2 separate regions of the Gossypium hirsutum genome follow, and region 1 is linked to region 2. Evidence: chromatin contacts called from public Hi-C data. All regions are on one chromosome and are shown on one strand. Each heading gives the region's core, a stretch centred on a gene start, on an enhancer-like site or on the middle of the called end of the contact. The rest is flanking DNA. Distances are from core to core; before and after follow the strand shown.

What was found. A called contact is a pair of places that touch in the nucleus more often than the background predicts.
Region 1: a Hi-C map of hypocotyl shows a contact between it and region 2, with 2.2 times the contacts expected there. The contact joins the promoter of LOC107891348 here to the promoter of LOC107891355 in region 2. A contact is called at or near these places in 6 of 34 Hi-C or Micro-C datasets (hypocotyl, leaf and seedling).

Annotation. Positions count from the first base shown.
Region 1 is chrD09:41,232,348-41,235,732 of Gossypium_hirsutum_v2.1, forward strand. It overlaps LOC107891348 (H/ACA ribonucleoprotein complex subunit 4), which reads right to left and starts at 1,364. Exons shown (of 1, transcript XM_016816108.2): 1 at 1-1,364. The coding sequence starts at 1,181.
Region 2 is chrD09:41,069,904-41,073,171 of Gossypium_hirsutum_v2.1, forward strand. LOC107891355 (DNA-directed RNA polymerase V subunit 5A) reads right to left here and starts at 1,755. Exons shown (of 4, transcript XM_041100683.1): 1 at 1,342-1,755; 2 at 714-893. The coding sequence starts at 1,611. It overlaps LOC107891354 (a long non-coding RNA gene), which reads right to left. Exons shown (of 2, transcript XR_001682197.2): 2 at 3,041-3,268.

The DNA.
Region 1 (3,385 bases), core at 114-2,613, 160 kb after region 2:
TCCAATTTGCCTTCTGCAATCAATTTCTTCTTCATGGATGCAGTTGGCCCCAAGCCCCACTTCCTCGGATAAGTATCCCTGTCCATAACTACCCTCTTAATCTTTGCCACCACACCATGATCACAAGTAGCCATAACCGCAGTGGTCATTTCAGCAATTCCCAGAGCAATTGCCTCTCCTTTTGTCGTCATTAACACAACTTCCTCCCCAACCTCAATGTCATTCTCAAACCTCAGTAATCCAGGAATCATCAACTTCGCCCCATAACAAATAGCATTAACAGCAGAGTCCTTCACAACCAGCCTCTTATAACTAGTCAAAAGGACTTCAAGAGGCATAATCACCCTCCTCAAATAAGTCTCATCTCTATAATTATCATAAACCCATTGAGCATCCATAACATCATGCATGGTCACCATATTATCTTTCTCACCTAAAATCCCAGACCTAACCCTCCTAAGTTCCTGCATATGCCCACCAACCCCAAGAATTAATCCCAAATGAACACACATAGTCCTAACATAAGTACCCGCCTCGCAAGAAATCCAGAAAACAACCAAATGCCTATCCACATCATACTCAAGAAGCTTACTTTCGTAAATAGTTCGAATCCTAAGCTGTCTTTTAACGGCCGAAATCAAGGGCGGCCTCTGAAAAACAGCTCCAGTCAAACTTTCAAGAGCCCTAGCAACCTTGGCCACGTCGGGCACTTTGGAATGCAAGCGAGCAACACAGACATACTCTTTGCCTGCACCCTGCTGGGATTTAACAAGCCGAGTGGCTCTATCGATGCATACAATAAGATTCCCAGTGACTTTGGGGTCCAAAGTTCCACTATGGCCAGTCTTTTCGACCCGCAAAATACGCTTAATCCAAGCAACCACTTCATGAGAGGAAGGGTTAGAAGGTTTATCAAGGTTCAAAATACCGTACCTGATGTACTCAGCAAGGGGACGCTTGAGGGGAGAGAAACCGGAGGGAAGAGGAGTGTAGTGGCCAGTTCGAACGTTGAGGCGGTCGTAATTTTTTAGAAGGATAGGCCACTGGGAAGTGTCGATGGAAGGAGTGGTGGTCTGGGGTTTGATCATGAAATCTTGGTCGGACTCTTTGGCGTCAGCATCAGCCGCGGTTTTTTTCTTGTGCTTTTTCTTTTCTGAGCGAGAGAGCTCAACCTCAGACATGGTTGCCTTAGTGTGTGTGTGTGAATGCGTATTAGGGTTTTTGAGTGGGTTTTAGGGAGGGTGAAGGAGAGAGGAAGTGACGGTAAGGAAGGAGAAAGGAAATGGAAAGGATTTATAGGGTTAGGGTTTTGGAGGTTTTAATTATGGGCTGGGCTGCTGCCATTTCTACTACTCCTACATTTCCTTTTTCTTTTTCTTTTTCACTCTCTATATTTAAAATAAATCTATAAACTACACTAGATTATAGGTGAGTGAAAAAAAAAATATTTTAAAATTTATTTAATAATGACTATTAGTGTAAAGATAAAAAAAATGTTTAAACTTGTGTTAAATGAATATGTTAATTTTAATTTTTTATTTAAAATTTATATAAAAATATGTAAAGATAAATTTGTCATTGCAATACTAGAAAGAGTGTATTAGTTTACAACAAGTATAGCTATATAACAAGTAATAAAAATGTCAATTAAATCTTAGTTCGACTGGTATGGGTATTGTTTGTTGCCAATAAACAAGGACATGGGTTCGAGTGTACTAAAGTGCATTATCCTCCTATTTACAGATTGAGAAGAGGCTATGAGATCAAAAACGGACCACCAAAATCCAATGTTCATATTTAAGTTATTATAGCTCAGAAAACATATATGAACCTTTAGACAAAAAAACTTTTGATGACTTTAATGTATAAAAATTTTGTTTCATATTGTAAATATTTTTATTTGATTAATAAAATACTTACTTCAATTTTGTTCAGGGTGAAAGTGAGAAAGAGATGTAAGACAAGACAATGACTGTGAACTGGAGTTTGGCCATGTTTCCATGAGAACTAGAGGAAGAGGTGAGTTTGGTGTTTTTTTTTTTGTTCCTGTTGACTATATTCTAAGTTAAGCTTTCATAATTCATTGAAAAATTAATATGTGTAGTGATTTAGTTTTTTTAATCATCTAATGTGGAACTTTTCTTTTATTCTTTTAAAATTTTAAAATTATTATTTTTCTAGTTACATTCTACTTTATTTTTGGGTTTATGGAAGTGTGATTGGTTGACTTGGTCTGATTGGACCACATTTGTTAGATTAGTTTTGTGTTTGTCTCCACGGATTGACTGAGCCCTTCTTTTCATTTTTCCACTACCGCTTTGCAAACAAACTGAAGATAACAGCCGTGGAACTCATTTGAAAAATAAGATTCCATTATGTTTACTCCTAACAGAGTTAAAAGGTATACCACATTTTAATTTAAGATTAAATTGTGATTATTAAATTTAACAAAATTAAAACGAAAATGCTAGAATTTAATTTTAAAATCTTTTAAATCAAAATTTAGGAAGAAAAAACTGAAATTATTTAGTGATTTGGTTAATGAGTTTTTAATTATTACATAAATAAATTAATATCTTTAATATATTAAAGCTTTTTTTTATGAAATTAGTTTAGTATTTTGCTTTTTTGAATATTGAATTTAAGAGACAAATTTTGTAAACATTAAAGGTTAAATTTGTTAAATTTTTTATATTTAGGATCAAAACGATAGAATATGTAAATATTAAATGATTAAATTTTTTACTAGACCAATAAAAAAATTCATGTCAACTTTTTGTCACTCGGCAACTAATGAAAGATTGACTAAAATATTTAATTTCGAAAAGTTTAATGGTTAAATCGAAAAATTTAATAGTTGAGTGACCAAATAGAACAAAATCGATAGTTTAGTGACCATTTCTAAATTTTACCTATTTATTTTTTATGTGTTATAAACTATATGTAAATTTAATAAATTAGACGCTAAAGAAAGGAAAAAAAAAAGGTCATGGAAGTCACGAATTTCGTCTGAAGAGACAGAGCATACGGAGAGAAACAGTAAAAAGATGAATGGTAAAGGTAATGGTAATGGTAATGGCTTTGCCCAGACTCTCTTATTCAGTGGCCTATGCTTCCAAAAATGATCATGGCTTCAACTTCAATTGAGGAGATTCTAAAATGGAAGATCATTCCTTAGAGCAACGGGGTACTCCGGTTGTGCGAATCAATTAAGTGTAGAATCAACAACTGAGGCAACCTTTGGCGCAAAGCATTCATTATTAAATCAATTGCTTATAATACCTTAGTTTCCAAACTTGTGGAATCTGGAAGATGATTTTGAGTGTATCTATTTGGGGTATGGGTTCTTCCCCGCGAAGTTTTAAGATCATGGGTTAAGATAGCG
Region 2 (3,268 bases), core at 505-3,004:
CAAATTTATTTGATTTGGTGGCGCAACTGCTGCAAGGAAAGAAACTTGAATCTTATAGAGAGAATCAATGTCAGCAAAATTCCTTTTAACTTGACACAATTGGCAGATGATATATAAGGTCCGTTGAAAATTGCGACTGTAATACATTTTGTAAGCTTCAAATAGCTGATAACAATACATTAAATGACTTATTACCTATGACTAGTATTAGCAGTGTATAATAACATAATAATTGTGGTTAGCACAAAACACATGAAGAAAAGATAGCCAAGAGAAGTTTCATGTTAGACAAAATGGATGTCCCTTGCAGACAACCACTATTTCTCACAATGTAATCCTAGACAAGTGTGTCAGCTTTTATCAGCATGCAGGATCCCCAGAAACTATAAGAAAATGTTTAAATCATTTCAAAAAATCCAAAATTGAATTACTCACAGAAGCAAACCAAATGCAGTACTCTGATTAGATTTTCATCCTTCATATGCAAATGTTAACCACTTTATAAGTAACAATAACAAATAATATGAGCCAGAAAACAATCATCTCACAGGATGTAACTTTATGAAGCATGGACAGCCATGAAGGAAGTGCACAATATGGAGTGGACGGAGGACGAAGCTTTTGGTTAAGAAAATGGTTTTCTTGCATGAAATTGAATTTAGAGGACCAATGTCAATGGAAACAACAGACATGACTAGTATTAGAGCTTTTACCTGGAATATCTCCACCTTAAAAGAGAAAAGGTCTAAAGCTTTCAAAGCTTGGTTTGTTATGTGGTTTTGCACGATTAATATCAACCCCGTCAAAGTTTCTTTGCTAGTAATTAGACCAGCAATGAGCCGAATCCCACTGACTTTAACTACACCAGGCCCATAGAAAACTACCAGCGTCTGCTACGAAAAATGTCATTCATCAGATTGCAGATCACATTGATTAACGAATAAAGAATCACTTCTCAAGACAAAAGCAACAGAAATTAACAATCCATCACATCTTTTGACTTTTGGCATTCCCCTTATAAATCAATAAACGCAACTTTCTGCTGACTTAGCTCGGTTGGCATCTGTATTGGGTTCGAGGGGCTGGGGAAGAGTTATGGATAGTTCTAATAATCATTGTATAAAAAAAAAAAAAGAAAATAAACGAAGCATGTTCTTTTTTTCACCAAACGAAAATGATAGGGTTCAAAATTGATATAATCTAAACTCAAACTTTTCAGTGAGGAAAATTATATTAAACAATTTAAAGGAACATGCAATGAATGGATACTTATCTAATCATGCAACGTATACAAAAAACAGTAACCAGAACATAAAGCAAAGCCCAGAGAACAAAGAATACCCGCTTGGAAGAGTCAGTTTTATGAGTAACAGAGAGTTTGAGACGATCAAAATCAGGGCTTTGGCCGTGAATGGCACGAAATTCATGGAGAGAGAGGTCGATTTCAGTGTTGGGTACGGCATAGCCTCTGTCCCTAAGCATCTCCAGCACAGTTCTCCGGGACAGGTAGTATCGATGACTCTCGGTGCTACCATCGTCCACCAACCCACTCAAGCACTTCCCAAGAGCTTCCCCGTTTGACCCATCTCCTTCCAATCCAATCCCTTCCATTTTCGCTTTTACTTCAACCAGTCTACGAGTTCAATATTTACACGACTTAACGACGCTTCCGCTTCGTTTTCCTCGACCGTCTCAGTAGTCTTACTTTTGAAGGGGTGATTACAGTTGTAGTAGTCTTGTAGATGTCCTAATTTGGGCTTAAGATCTTGTCCAAGGCTTCAGCCCTTGATTTATACCCAAATCCATTAACTGCCGTTTGCCAAAACAACATATGATTGGATCAAATTGAGTGAAAAAAAAAGTTTTAAATTAATAAATTTTATAAATCAAATTTAATTTAAAATTTTTATTCAATAAAATTTGAGTTGAATTAGATTAATTATATTTGTTCAAATTAAATTAAAAAAAATAAATAGATAAAAAAATAATCATAAAAGTTTCCTTTTCCTCAACAATAAACTCTATATTAGATAAAAGATAATCTATTTACCGGTAAGAGTCATAATGATTTGCGCTCATTATATTTATCATATTAGGTAATACATGTTTGTAACATACTTTTAATCATGACTAAATTAGGCATTTATGTTGGTTTTTTTTAAATTAGGCTTATAAGTTTTTTAAAATTTAAGGAAATAGGTCGTTTTTTTCCTTTTCTCTCTATCAGGGTTAAGATTTTTTATATTTTGATATTTAGGGTTTTTTAAAAGAGTTTAGGGTTTTCAACTAAAACCGGGGAATTTCAGAGGTAATTTTGAGGAGTCGGGGATATGATAATGTGCCTCATAACACATACATTTCATATGTCGTGGCGGGATAGAATTATCACCTTAAAAACCTATTTTGGAGAAATCTAGTTTCAGAGTGATTGTGCTTGATAAGATCAGGGGTCAAAGTCTAAGTGGAGGTCCCAATCGGAGATCGTAATGCGATCATGGGTTCGAGTATAAACCGAGGGCCAATAACTGGTCGTTATGCGGTCACGAGTTCAAGCTTTTAGATAACCCACAAATGATGCCTTATATATCATACATAAGATTGAGGTCATAATTAGAGGTGCTCATGGGCTGGGCCCAGAAAAAATTTTAGCTCACATCCTAGGCCGGGCCCAGCCCAAAATATGGGCCTGAGATTTTGTCTATTCCCAGCCTGGGAAAAAATTTCTAAGCCCGAGCTTGGCCCGGCCCATTTTTTTAATAAAACACTTAAATTTTATTTTAAAAATATTTTAAAATTAAAAAAATTAAAAAAATATATTTATTATATTCGTGCCGGGCCCAAGCCCGGGCAAAAAAAGTGGTGCCCGAGGCCCGGCCTATTTTCTAAATGGGCCTCATTTTTTGCCCAAGCCCATATTTCGGGCTTATATTTTTACCCAAACCCTCCCATATTTCGAGTGGACCGTCAGGCCGAGCCGGGCCACCCGGCCCATGAGCACCTCTAGTCATAATCATAGGGGAAAATGGAGGGATTTCCGATGTAATCAATGTAATTTTTTTTCTCTATTTCCACGCAACCAGCATTGTAAGAGCCCATTTTTGCTCGGGCCCGCAACCAATAAACCCAAATAATAAAAACCCAAAATTAAACAGTCCAAAATTACAGTCCAAAATGAAAGGCCCAAACAACAGCACTAGCCCAACTAAACCTGAACCCTAAGGGCCCAATAGCCCACGACTAATTTTCAGCAAAAGGGAGGGGCAGAAAC